Linked DNA regions of Gasterosteus aculeatus: region 2 is linked to region 1. Evidence: chromatin contacts called from public Hi-C data. All regions are on one chromosome and are shown on one strand. Each heading gives the region's core, a stretch centred on a gene start, on an enhancer-like site or on the middle of the called end of the contact. The rest is flanking DNA. Distances are from core to core; before and after follow the strand shown.

Region 1 (6,943 bases), core at 2,460-4,959:
AAGAGTCTAACAAATAAAAGTCTAGCCACACATAATATAAACACTCACACTGCAGTTTCATAAGCAGACAAAACAGAGCTATATTATTGTTTGGCCTCAGGGCTCTGACTTGTCCATGCTCTTACACATCATTACATCATCAATATTTAAAGCAACAAGAGCAACTAGTGCTGCTAGGCTGCAAATCATAATGTTTCCCCGGCTTATGAGTCACAACAAGTTCTGCTGCCAAAGGTATAGGATGACTTTTTCACACATAATTATTCTGTTATTACTGTTTTTTATGTATTCTGTCTGGTATCGGAATAAGCGGCCACTATTACCAAGAATCAGGGACTGACTACACATTACTTTCAGTTCATTTCTGTTGTTGCTAATGTGGACTGAACTTCTAATCTAATAATCATAATAACTACCTCTTTTTTTTCTAACCCTTCTTTTGGATATTAGTGTATCAATTTTTAAGTGTCTATTTTTAAGGTTACTTCTGTTTTGTATCACGTTATTGCTCACACGGGTTTAAACTTTGGTTTGTAATACTGCTTTGGCATGTTGCGCTCTTAGTTTCTCTACTCATGCGTGCTGTGACAGCCGACAGGCAGACCAAGAGGAAGGCAGAGCCCTGGCAGAAACGCTCTTTTTTTTTGGTATGTAATTCACAAATATGCGTGCATGCACAGACAAGGTTGCACAGTTTGCACGTGGCAAAGGGATGAATGCATGCAGTTGTGGAGGCACACACAAACACATGACTGTACCCAACAAGTATTTGACGGACAGCAACACGCGGGGAGGGGGTGGGGGGGTGTTTGGAGCTGAAATAATAATGAAATTTCATTCATGAGGGTCACAAACAAAGCAGGCGGAACCAATGGAAAAAGTAAATAATATATATGGGTGCAGTACCTCATATATTGATACATTTAAAATGTTTTATGTCATTCTGACATATACATTCGAATTTGCAGACCTTTTCTCCCTCTAAAGGAGCCCCACCCGTGTTTATGGCAAAGATATACACAGGAAACAGTCCCACTGCCCGCACACCAACCCACAACCACCAGTCGCCTTATGCTTGTAACAGACAACACAAAATGCTCTGCCATGGGCCAATCGGTCAGAAACAGTGCGGATTTATTATGAGCAGGTGCTCTGAAGACACTAGACAGACAAGGTTTTATCAAGACGGAGTGTATTTACTGTTGGTAAATTGATAGTAGGCATAATGAAACAATAAAAACGTCTGCAACCACTGCCGGGACAAGGTGCTCTGTGGTTGAGGCCGTGCGCATAGGTGAGTGTGTGTGTGTGTGTGTGTGTGTGTGTGTCACAAGAAATCCATTGCAATTCACCAAACCCACCTCACGTACTGTCTTTCATGCCTCATTGTTTTCTTAACCGATAAGGAAGTACTTGAGCTGTTTGCAACCAGTGTGTCAACAAAGTGAGGGGGCAATAGAGTTTTGAAAAGGCCAGTAAGAAGGAGAACGGGTAATAACAGGGAAACATTTACCATGAGCGCGCGTGTCTGTGGGTAAATATGCGGTTTGTGGGGACAGAAAATGGGGTCCGTTCAAACAAACAAACTTCACCAAAGTGGCTCATTTTCAGCATTGTTGCATTGTATCATGTCTTCCTGCTGCAAGTCATCACAGGGTGTTCAGTGACTTTGCCCAGTGCTTTTTATATGCCTCTGCCCCTCCCGCGACCCAAACCCCTCACACACACACACAGGTCTGTCACCCATGGCGATGTGAGTGATCTCTGTACGGACGCTGCTGAGCAGCTCACGGGGGCATCTGGTCTTTTTCCCTTCTCAGTCGCTGAAATGTAAACACCCCAGTTGCCTGGATTTGCCAAATGAGCACCTGGTATTTCAAAGTGGCCTCCTGGCTGTGTGACTTTCTTTTTTTTTTTTTTTTTTTGCGTTAGGGTTGGAGGCAAAGGCTGTTCTGCATTACGCAGACATGCACACAAGCAGGCTTGCACGCACCCTTGCTGTTGTTCAAACCATAAATGTATAGAGGGAGTGAAAACACGAGGTGAGACGGGTCAGCAAGCCCACACACGGACATGGACACACTTTGACAAAGCTACTTTGACAAAAAAATGCATGCTTTGGTACATTAACAGTGTGAACTCATGCACACACATACCCTGCACTCTCTGTCATTCCCTCACCTGGCTTTGTGTTTAGTCTATACGAAGTGTAATGGTATACGGCAGGATTACTGCAGTACAGCGGCGTGGCGCGTGTAAAGACTGTCCGTTGTAGTCCCCTTCGGGGTGCCGCAACTTGTTAGAGCGGCAGTTAGCCACACAGAGCTAAACCCGACCCAAAACCATCACTGAAAAAAATGGGGTCATCACACAGAATATCCATTGTAAATATTTGATTGCAATTATCCATGTGGCAAAGTGTAAATACATTTGAGGCCGATGCGTTGCTTGTAAGGGGGGGGGGGAGTCAGCCTGAGCCAGATGTCTTCTCAGGAGGGGTTTGCCAGAGAGACACTTCCATCCAAACCTCCTGAAGGCAATTAACAGAGAGAAGAGAGACAAATGTAAGCCTAGGATTTAAGAAAGAATGGAGATGGAACTAATCATTGGTTTATTTGTTTGTATAATACAATACGTTAGAAATGCAATCATCCTGGGAATTTTCCTATGACTCTTCACGGAGCAAAATCTAAATCAACTGCTGCGAACATTTTTCAACAATTTGGCCCAATGTTGTATGTTTCCATCTGTTTGTTTTGGTTACCGTGATACCAGAGATACCAGAGCTGCAGCGGACTAGAAAACTAAAACTGATCTTGAAGGATTGAAATGATAATTAGGCCATACACAATAATATGCACAAAAAAATACACAATAACCCTAATAAGAAGAAAAGAGGAAAACCACATATTTGACAAATACTGAATTTTCCCAAATAATCTTTCAAGTCATTAGTCCTTAGTTAGTTCAATATTTAGAATCCGCTCCGTTTTTCACGCTCAATTTTTAATGATTGCTTCTCCGTTTTCCTTTATTGACGATGGTGTGTTTACTGCTCAGTTATGTCCACCCCTGCTGTTCTTATATTTTCTAAAAGGCATATCTCCTAGTTCCTCTACTGCCGTTTTGTACTGTCTCCTTGACGATGGCAGAAGAGGAGAAAAGATGAATATAATTTCATTGAGGCTACCCTACACCATGAAGCAGGAGTTGTCTCTCTGTGGTGTCACTGGATTGTTTTTGGTACACTTGCCAAGCCAACTCTTGGCTGGATATCATTTTGAAACATATATCATATCTGATATGTTATTCTTGTTCTCTTCCCATAACTAAGAGGATAGATTGCAAATGAGAGTGACTCCTAACAGCCCTATCATAATATATGGAAGTGAAAAGCAATGATATCATTTTGCTCACCCACAAATGCTGCACACGATGTTATCATTCTTATGACAAAACTGCTGCCTGCCACAGTTCACACAGCGACGCAGACAACAATTCCATTTGGCTCGGGAAGCCTTTTCTCATCCCTCCCGACTTCTTCCTAAAATGGAAAATGTTGTCATGTTTATTGCGCTGGCGTGATTTGTGGCCTGTTTTCACATTCATGTGATAACAGACTATGTCATGACGCCGCATGTCTCAACAGTGACAGCGTAGGGCCAACGTTGGTTGTCTGTCAGCGCTGCGCAACGACACATCCTGGCCTCCACCCCAATCAGACCCGAATGAGTCACCGTGAGCCAAAAGTCAGGTGTCTCCTTTTCTGACTCCCAAACACATTCCGTGGGGGTTAATCACCACGTTAGACTCTCAGTGACAGTCTGTGTTGTCTTAGTTATTTATACTTCTGCGGTGACATTGGTTTGTGCTCACTTGACTGGATGAACAAAATCAGGGTGGGTGTAACTAGCAATCTGTTTTCTGGCACAAGTGTTGGGTGTGCGAGGTGGTAGATCAAAGTATTTTTGAGCGCATTCTTGTATGTGGGTCTGGATGTGTGTGAGACTCGGAGAGATAAATCAGGCGCACTTCTCTCAAGCTTTCAAGAAACTTTTCGCAACGGACCGTGATGCCCTCCCCTATCCGCTCCAGCACAAAAGTGATGGTGACGGTGATCTGCCTTTGTAGTGAATCTCTCTTTTCTCAAATGGCTGCATCCACAGGGAAAGCAGAACACATTCTGCAAACAAGCACGAGAAACACCACAACAAAACAGAGTACAAACAGCAAGCGGGCACAGAAATGCTGATAACATCAGTCTCTGTTTTTTTCATCTGTTTTCCGCTGTCTTCATCCGGGACTACTGTATCTGTCATTGTTCCTCATTTTTTCTTTGCCATTTTATGCGGTTCTGTGGGAATGTGCAAACATTTTCCATTGGAAAACATGATCCTAGCAACATTTCACGTAACCTCCCCAAGGTTGCAAGACCTTGAGCCTTTCCCCCACCCAAACAACAGCCCACCACCACCTTTCATTACCTATTTTGGTCCTCCTCTCCTTCTCTTTTTGCCCTTACTTTTAATCCTTTTCATCAAAACTTCTGCAAACGGTAGTGCTGTGGTCTCCTCCTACGTGCTGGGGGCAAAGGTGTTCCAGATTAAAAAAGAGCCTCGCAAATTGAATTTACACTTGATGAAACAAACAGATTTGCATGTGTCTACCCGCCCGAGACGAGGTGGCCAGCTCCAGGCAAAGAGCTGTCCCACCTCTGAAAAGTTTAATGCGCTCAACTAATTAATGGGCTGTTATTGGAGAAATGTGTCACAGAGTTTGAGGTGAGGCAATATAGAGCGATGGGACCCCAGTCCAATAACCCGGTCGAGGTCCTTGCTAATAGGATGGAAACAGGTCATTTCTTCACCTAATGAAAGTTTCCAAGTGGAGTCTGTGGTTTTCAATGTAAACCTGCATATCAGTCTGGTATCAGTCTTAGAAAGGAATGCCTGATTCCAGCTCTGTTGGTCTCTCTTGTTAAGAGGCTTACGTTTTTTTTTATATATTTGTATCATGGTGGCACATTGTGTTCAGGCTGCTTTGAAGCCATATTGCGTTGACAGCTGTGCATTTGAGTTGACAGCTGAGTCCATTATCTATTTCCTTTATTTTAGCAATGTATGTGTTTCCTTGCATTACATCAAATTGGAAATAACAGCAATGCGCCAAGGCAAGAACAATGTTAGAATTCTGTTATTTCCATGGTTCATTTAATTACTTTGTTTTGTTCATTTCTTATCTTTTGATGTACAATAACTATTTCCGTACAGCTTTGGCCACACACGGCTACATCGGGGCCTCTCGCTAGCGTTTTGTTAGTTTTCAGTTCCGCCTCCATGCTGGTCGCCAACAGAGGTCACCGGGGAGATCGGTTGGGGATCGACGACCATAGATAAACCCTCCTCTCTCTCTCTCTCTCCCTGGGCACGGCTCAGGGGACCAGTGTGGGCAGACAAGCTGACGCGTTTCCTCCCGCTCTGTGTCCCTTCAGCTATTTACCAGACGGAGGTCCTATCCAAGGAGGAATTTCACACCCTATTGACAATGTGGCGTCTGTCAGCTGCCGCTCCAGCACCCATAACCAAGGGCTCATCCTTCCTTCCTTCCGTCTCTGCCTGGTTTCCCTCTCTGTCCCCTTTTCTCTGTGCTTTTATGATCCTTCAAGGGGGCTCTGCCCTGTAGGTTTGGGGAAAAAAAGGCAGGATCCAGGCTTTAAAATACAAGGATCATTGCTTTGTCGGGGATGTGACTCTGGTGGGGTTTTGTTTTCCGGGGGTTCTATTGGCTCAGCTGGGGGAGGTGGTTGTTGAGAGTAAGTGTAGAAAACAGACAGATTGATGAGTCATTTGGCTTTGCGGAAAGGAAATAAGTGATTGCATTTGTTATTTGTATTCTTTAGGACAATGCGGCTGATGTCAGCCACAACATTTGGACAGTTTTCTGTCCTACAATTTGTCAAAAGTTTTCAATTCTTAACATGAACTTTCCAATCTGGAGTCAGACTGTAATTTAGCAAGTAGTTACACACAGTTAAGAGCCACTCCTATGAAGATTAAGACAACTTATTTTCACCTACTTTGTTTCAGGGGTGTTTGTCAAGTTTTCAACCAATCCGTCAGGTCCTTTCAAGCTGAACCATTAAACGTAGAGAAATTATCATCAGAGGGAGATTCACCACATGTGTACATTTCGGGGTACAAATAAATCAGAATTGCAGAAACAAAAATATCACGATAGTTAGGTAATTGGTCTATGATGAGTTCCACTGCCAGAATGATGAGCTCAATCGCTCCAATAAGAGCCCCATAAAGAGTTCATTATTAGTTCTTCATACCGACCCATGCCGTAGAAAAGGTCTGGTGGGGTTGAGTAGATTCAGGCTGGTTTGATTGTTTTCGTTTGTAGTTTGAGGTGTATTTTGGTTGCAAATATCTGCACATATATAGAGTAGGTAGTGTGGCATACTTGTTTCAAAATCAAATCAGGGATTTTTTCAAAGGCTGACTGCTACCCAGCTCAGTGCAAACACCGGTACATTCAATGCGACAGGAGAGTATTCACCCAATAGTGCAGGTCATGGTGAGAGATGGCACTCCAAAAATCCAGACAAAGACAACACAAGCTGTCATTGTGGTGCTGCTCGTAATCCAGGTGTTATACGCTTATTTTTTATTAGGATTCAATAAATCTTAAAAATGTTCAGTAGGCTGGAAAAAAACTTTTTATTCAAATCTCAGTTGATTTGAAATATAAAGGTAGCTGTACTGTTTTTGGCATTGAATCTCGCCACAATCTTCAGGAGGCTTCAATTTCCAATGGACAGCCTTTCAAGCTATTTTATATTATATATCATTTTCAACTACTTTACCTTCTGAACCATACTGTTTTTATGTGGATGGTATCAACAGAAAAGTGATTGTTTACACAGCCAATATAAAGCATG
Region 2 (6,943 bases), core at 2,042-4,541, 83 kb after region 1:
CCTGTCTGATCTGGCTGATCCTCCATGAGGTAACACCACACATAAAGATGAAAAGGGCACAGTTACTACCACCACATGTTTCTTGACAGCCCCACTGCTTAAAATCTTTTTCTGTTTCAGGTAACCGCTAAAATCCATGATGGATATGGACTGAGTAGGTGCAAGTGGCTATATAAAGTCCCTTTCCCATTGTAAAACATCTGTTGTAATTGCGATAAGACAGCAAAGAATCCTTTTTTTAAAAACTATTTTTCCCCCAGTTCATTTTGTTTCGGAGTTGAAAGAAAAAATGTGAAAATACTAGTTAACCACACAATGTGTGGAACAATACTTTATTATGTTTACATAGTGTAGTATGCTACAGTACAGCACTTTACAGTGTAGTAAAGTAAAATAGCTCCGTATGTGGTTCTGGGAAAGGTTGACTTGCCAGTTCAGTTAGACCAAGTAGGCCTTCTTAAAGTGTCTTTGAGCGAGGCTACAACTAGAACTAGAATCTTTTTGAAAGGTTCAATCAGAGAAAAAAATCTCTTCATCAAAGAATGACTCCTAGTGAACGGCTCTTACTGATGAATTGCAAGGGCTTCTGACTGGGAAACGAACGCTGTGATTAAATCATTTTGAGTTTACGGTGGAGAAGCTTACTGCGATGAACGAGTCAAACGCAGTTCACATGCGAGCCACGCTAGCGACTTGAGACTTGAAGTAGCCTTTAAAAAAGCCAACAGCTCCATGATTGAGCTACCAGTCTTGTTGCTAACAACATGTGCTGCGGAGTTGCTGTGGGAAATTGCCCTGGTGGCCGATGGCTCTGGCTATTGTTGATGTGTGTGAACACATGTGTGTGTGTGTGTGTGTGTGTGTGTGTGTGTGTGTGTGTGTGTGTGTGTGTGTGTGTGTGTGTGTGTGTGTGTGTGTGCGTTTGTGTGTAGCTAAGCTGTGGCCGCGGCCCACACACGTTGCTGACTTTGTAAGCGCCTGTGTTGGGATCAAAAGCCCGGCTATCCGCAGACATTGAAAGGGGCAGTGCTGCTCACAGCAGCAGCCTCACCGGAGATTGCCGGACAGATGGACGTCTTTTTTCCGTCTTAATGCCGTAAATACTTTGGAGATTCAATGTGTTTTACTGGTCAGCGGTCACGAAAACGAGCTAGAGCACGAGTTCAGTTTATGAGCTGTTTTTTTCTTTTCCAGGTCCCTGAATTCTTTATCAACATAATCAATATCGGAGCTAATTTGATTATCAGAGTTTTGATTTTCATTACAAAGTATCTTTCCAGGTTGGCAAATTTGTTCAATCGTGTCTTTTTTTTTAATCACTTCTTCTCCACAATGGCGCCCGTCAGCAGACAGAGTGACTGGACACACTTTACATTGTTATCGTAAGTGCCTGATTTTGTTTCTTAATGCTTCATTTGAAAAGCAATTAGCTTCTCTCTTGGATTCAATTACCAAAGTAAAAGGCCAGCGCTATCTTTCCCCTGCAATAATAACAAAATAATTGTGTTCACACGCAGCCCCGCCCCCAAGCTCGCCTTTGACGCACTGCTCTTTCAACCAGTGTCTGATTCCCCTCCTCTGGCCTTGGCTGCGTGCTACGAGAGTTGAAACGATCGCATCACTCTGCAGTAAACAAAACGCGACTGCGCGGCTCGACTTTCAAAAGCATTGTGGTGCGGGAACATTTGAAACGGGCGGGAATTGGACGCTGAGCGTCTTAAAAAGTGGGCTGAATATTTCCGCCGCTTGCTGACTAAGTTCGACATGTGGGTGTCTGCGCAAAACGTGTGTGCCAGTGCGGAGCTGGAGAAAGCGCGTGAAAAATGAGTGTACATGTGTGACAGTAAAGTGTCGGAGCTTGTGGCTGTGTGATTATGTGTGAGCAGTCAGTCGTAATCTGGAAAGCATCAGCGCTCGCCGCCGCCGTTGACGATGTGTGCGCACGCCGCGGGCCCCGGGCCTCAAGTCAGACAGCAGTGAATGTGCTCGTAATGAGGTTGAGACTGTGGGAAATGTACATGTGCAGATATCACCAACATTTGCTAAAATGTTATTTTTCAGGCAAACGTCAATGCTTATTTAGTTTTTAAATTCTGAATAGTTTAATGTCGCTCCAACTCAATGAAACTCATTAAATGGATTTTAAAACATTTCATTGCTTCTCTCGCTGTGCAATATGAGAAGTACAGTAGAGTCCCATTTTTTAAACACAAGGTTGGCATTCCAACATGTTTTATCTCTATGTATGTTTTAAAACCATCTTGAACAATATTCCACATTTATTCTTTCATAGAAAAGCAAAAAGTACAGTGTTTTATTTGCTCGATTGCAAGGCAACGACTTCGGTCTGTAAAGTGTCACACGGCCTTGTGAACTGCCGCAATATGTGGGTGTTGTAATTATATTTAATTGGCCCTTCCTCAGAAATATTCACACTGGGATGCACACACTTCACACCAACCCCTCACATGGATTTCATAAGTTAAGTGCAGCGGGCGCCCCGTGGCTCGCTGACCTCAAAACCGTATTCACTTCCTGTATGGGTTGAAGTCGTCTTGACCAGCGTAAATCATCCTTACCCGAGCTTCCACGCCTTTCCTCTGTCACCAGCCCCCCCCCCAAAACGTTTAAAGCTAATTTCCTCTGACATAAATATGCACTTACCGTATTGATGTGTGGTTTGCAGTGTGAGATCGTGCACACGCATCCGTCACAGCTGCTTTTCTGACCTGAGAGAAGAAGTTTGGACTGGTGGGACTGGGGAACGGGAAATCTCTTCAATGGTTCGGAATGTGTGCAAGAACACAAACCAAATCAGCCCACGTCGGCTTCAGCATAATTATTATGTTATCTGTGATCCGTTAAAATTAGGTCAACAGCGCGGTGGAAATCGAGCAGCTCTGGTTTTTATGAATATGTAGATTTTGCATGTCACATTTCCATAACTGAACGGCATTCACAACGGTTCATGCAATGGACATCTGTTTATCATTGTGCTAAACACACCTTGAGTTTATTTGGAATTTTAAACGTCAACTTTAACCTTACGGAAACTGTTTGCTGCATTCAGTATTTAGAGATACTGATTACATTTAAGATTCAAAATGAATGAGAATTGCAAATAGAGTCCATGGTGAATAATGCATTATTGTCTGCAGTCCCTGTAGACTGATGTTGACATGGGATTTGGAAATACAGAAGTACAGCGGGATTACCTCAACGAATTAATGGAACCTCTCTCTAATGTGGATCGTGCTTATCCTGGCCCTGAAATAATAGTCCAACTAAGTCCTACAAGCACAAACTTTACATGCCACATCAGCCATGGTGATGATTAACTTGTGTAAACAGCTCAGAGTGGGCCAGTGATTCCCTTTTTCTGCGCTGCAAGCGTTCGTCTCAAAGATGTGCTGAAATGTACGCCGCATGTATTCCCAAAAGACGGGCAAAAATCAACAAGAAAAATCATCAGCGTTGAGGGGTATAAAAGCAAGCATTCATCTTTATTAAAGTCCATGGTTTATGTTAGAGCACCTCAATCCTTCTCGGATTGTCCACTGGTCTTGAAAAAATAAACAGCTGTTGGAAGGAAATAAAATGATTCCAAAAGGAATCCATGGAATCTCTCTCTCTCTCTCTCTCTCTCTCTCTCTCTCTCACACACACACACACACACACACACAGTCTGTATATATTTAATATTTAGAATAATCCCTAATTACACAAACTGTTATCTTAGATATTTCGATTTGCCCAACTACTGTTTTTATTTCAGTAGTTCCCTTTTGTCAAAATACAGTTTACACAACCTTGGCAACTAACTATAATGACATATATCTATCATATATAAAGCAAATTTGCTTTATACAGGAAAATAAGAAATTACCATATATACATATGCTAATTTCTTATTTTCTTGATTTCTGATGGAGGTCATGGCGGATACACGCACACATTTTATCGAGCACTGCAGCATATGTTCCACTGAAACTCTGAAATGACAATAACGAACATACACTCGTGCAAGCGCACATGTGCAGGCACTCTATAAGCGTTTGATCCTCTGATAAAGAAGGTGGAAAAGATCCTGATGCCCGTCGTCATTAAATCTGTGTTGGTTTATTTGTGTAAGACACTGGGGCTCAGGAGGAAGGCTGAAGACTGTCGGGTGGTCCACAGTCCATTTATTCACTGTTCGCTCGCTGCTGAGGTCTGGAATTCTCCTTCTGCACAACGACGGGAAGGTTGGCGGGAAGTGACTGCAGAAAGTCTGTGCGTGTGCGTACGGAAGACTACTTGCTGAGGACAGTGTTGAGTTTTGCGGGTGTGTTTGTGTGCCTAAAAGTGGGCTGTGTCAAAGAGCCGATTGATGATTTGAACTGGAGAAACAAGCTTCTCTAAAAGATATAAACTAGTAAGGCTACTAGTCTCTGTGTGGAAGGGAGGCAGTAAAGCGGCAGGGCTTGTCGGGGGTACATGGGGCACCGTCTCCAGGGCTTACTATGGACGGGGGGGTGGGTGGGGGGGATATGTAGAAACAGCTGTTTTTTTGGCTGAACTAAATGGAGACGTTGTCCTGTGCCTCGCCGCACTCTTTCTTAACCCCCCCCCCCCCTTTCCCTTTTCAGCCTTTACCAATACTTCCCCAAGCCCACTTGCCCCATGCAAAGCAATAGGAGGTTGGGGGGTGGGGGGGGGTAGCCATCTAAACTGAAGTCATCATCAGCCACTCCCCCCTCCCCCCACACCACCGACCTCCCAGCTACCCTTTCCTGACTGATGTGGCCCTAGACAGGATCTCATCTCTCACAAGTGGCCTGTGCTCCCTCTAAAGTGTCAAAGCGGGTCTTAATTTAAAAGCCCCAGGGCCCATCGCAAGCTATGCAGCTATGCTTACCACTCAATTATCTCCCTGTCCCGCTTTTTGGGCCTCTAAAGCCCCCTCGGAAAACATTTAAGAGAGCTTTGTGGTGGGTCGGCCAAGGTTTCAGTTTCTCAGTGTCCTTGTCCATCAAGAAAAAAAATACAAACTTTTGTGACCAAATGGTAATTTGGCAGAGGCGATCTTCTACGTGACAGATAAAGCAATGCTCCTGCATCTGGGATGCTAAAGTGATGTTGGTGCTCATTGACTCCTTGTTTCTCACAGCGTTTGAAAGCCCCTCTGGCAGCCATTAGTTTGGTTAAGGATTGCCCCTTTCTCTTTTAGTGGTCAATCTGAAACAAATAATGTGCTTGCCCTCCAGTGTGTGCCGGAAAAAAGAAAGAAAAAAAAAAGCTCTGCGAGACCTTGAGGATTGGAAACGTTTACGAACACTCAGGAAACATCCAGAGGAAAACGCCCCCCCCCCCCCCCCCCCCCCCTCCTCCCCTCCCACTCTCCCTCCTCCCTCCCCTCTGCTCCTCACCAGCAGTAAAGCTGGGACCAGTGAGCTTGAGAAAGGTCAAAGGTGAACGAGAGAAAAGCGCAGATGACTCTCAGATGGATTAGCGGTAAGTGATCCGGACTCTCCCACACAATCACAACACCTATGAGGTCATATTCACCAGGCATCTAATATTAATAACGTTCAAGAATTCCAACCACCAGCCAGAAACTTGGCATCTCAGTCTGAAACAATATAGTCTATGAGACAGTAAGCCTCTAACAATTAAAATTCCCTTGTCACTATTATCATTATTATTACTAAGAAGACACACAGTTAGTACTGTAGGTTGCACTCTGAATGTTACAGGCGGTTGATAATTCAAAAGTGGGAAACAGTACGAGTAAGTTAGTAAAGCGTTGACAGATTACAAATCCTCATGCACACTGTACGTGGGTGAGCTATCATTAATCTTGACATAGATGTGAAAATAGAGCCTGCTGGTTTAGCACGCTTCAACCTAAATGAACTGTGATCCATCATCTGGAGAATATCTCACTCTGCTTATCAAAAGCCAAACAGTGTACAGTTTTAAAAAAAGAAATCTTTTACAAGATGGATTAAACTCTCACTGTGGCCGGCTGTAATGCATGAATCTACCTATTTTATTAGCATGACCCATTATGGCTGTTATCAGGAGTGTCTTTTGTGAAGAGAAAGGCCCTTTTACTCCTTTTACTGTCTCATTTCCTGCCATGTGGACTCGCTGTTCATGCAGATCATATAATCCTTTCCCGATGATAACAGGCATTTTCGGAAGGAATGAACAGTTTATTTGTTCTAAGAACCCTTATATGTTGTGTCCTCAAAAAGCTGCTAGCCGTGTAAAGAAAAGACAACATAACAGCTCGCAAAATAATCAAGAAAACACTGAAGCCCAGATGTTAACTTATTCCAGAGCGCACAGCCACTGAGCAAAGAGAATAATAGACAATTGATATATAGCTGATATTATACAGGGCAACTATTTTGCCGTGTGTAGTGAGGAAATGCTCACTGAAACCACTCATCACAGCTACACTTCACTAGCGCTTCCCAGGCCCAGAACCCCCCAGTCACTGCTCATGCAACGCTCAGTCTAATGCCTGGGGACTTTACTACCAGCCTAAGTGCATGTTTCTTGTGCATTTCTGCAGAATTCCAGTATCATCTAATTCGTAATGTCTGGATCCAAGAAAGCAGTGCATTCTTTTTCCAGAGGTATTAGGAAGTACTCTCAACTGGCCTAAAAACCAATCAGGAAAGCTTTTTTTACCGTTTTTTAATGTTATGTTTTTTCTGTTTTTACTATATTTTACTTTATTTTAAGTTTCAACTATGTTTTGCGGCCTACCTGTATCCGGTGAAGAGTGCGTTATAAATGAAATGGATTATTTTTATTATTCTTGTAAACAAGGTGCATTCCGCAAATTATGTAATCCAATAAAAAACTGAGTTTTGAAAAAAAAGGTGACATATTGAAAACGCTTGTATAAGTAAATGTTGGCACCGTACATTGCCAGGCTTTCCCAGTTTAA

What was found. Hi-C and Micro-C count contacts between places; a contact is called where the count stands out from the background.
Region 2: a contact with region 1 is called in a Hi-C map of skeletal muscle, with 1.6 times the contacts expected there. The contact joins two enhancer-like sites.

Annotation. Positions count from the first base shown.
Region 1 is chr8:14,178,157-14,185,099 of fGasAcu3.hap1.1, forward strand. No RefSeq gene overlaps it. Among protein-coding and RNA genes, the nearest start is that of ephb3b, 12 kb to the left of the region's middle. Within about 2 kb of position 3,710, at least 3 of the 9 cell types and tissues checked have open chromatin away from gene starts, as enhancers often do.
Region 2 is chr8:14,261,825-14,268,767 of fGasAcu3.hap1.1, forward strand. No RefSeq gene overlaps it. Among protein-coding and RNA genes, the nearest start is that of ephb3b, 95 kb to the left of the region's middle. Within about 2 kb of position 3,292, at least 1 of the 9 cell types and tissues checked has open chromatin away from gene starts, as enhancers often do.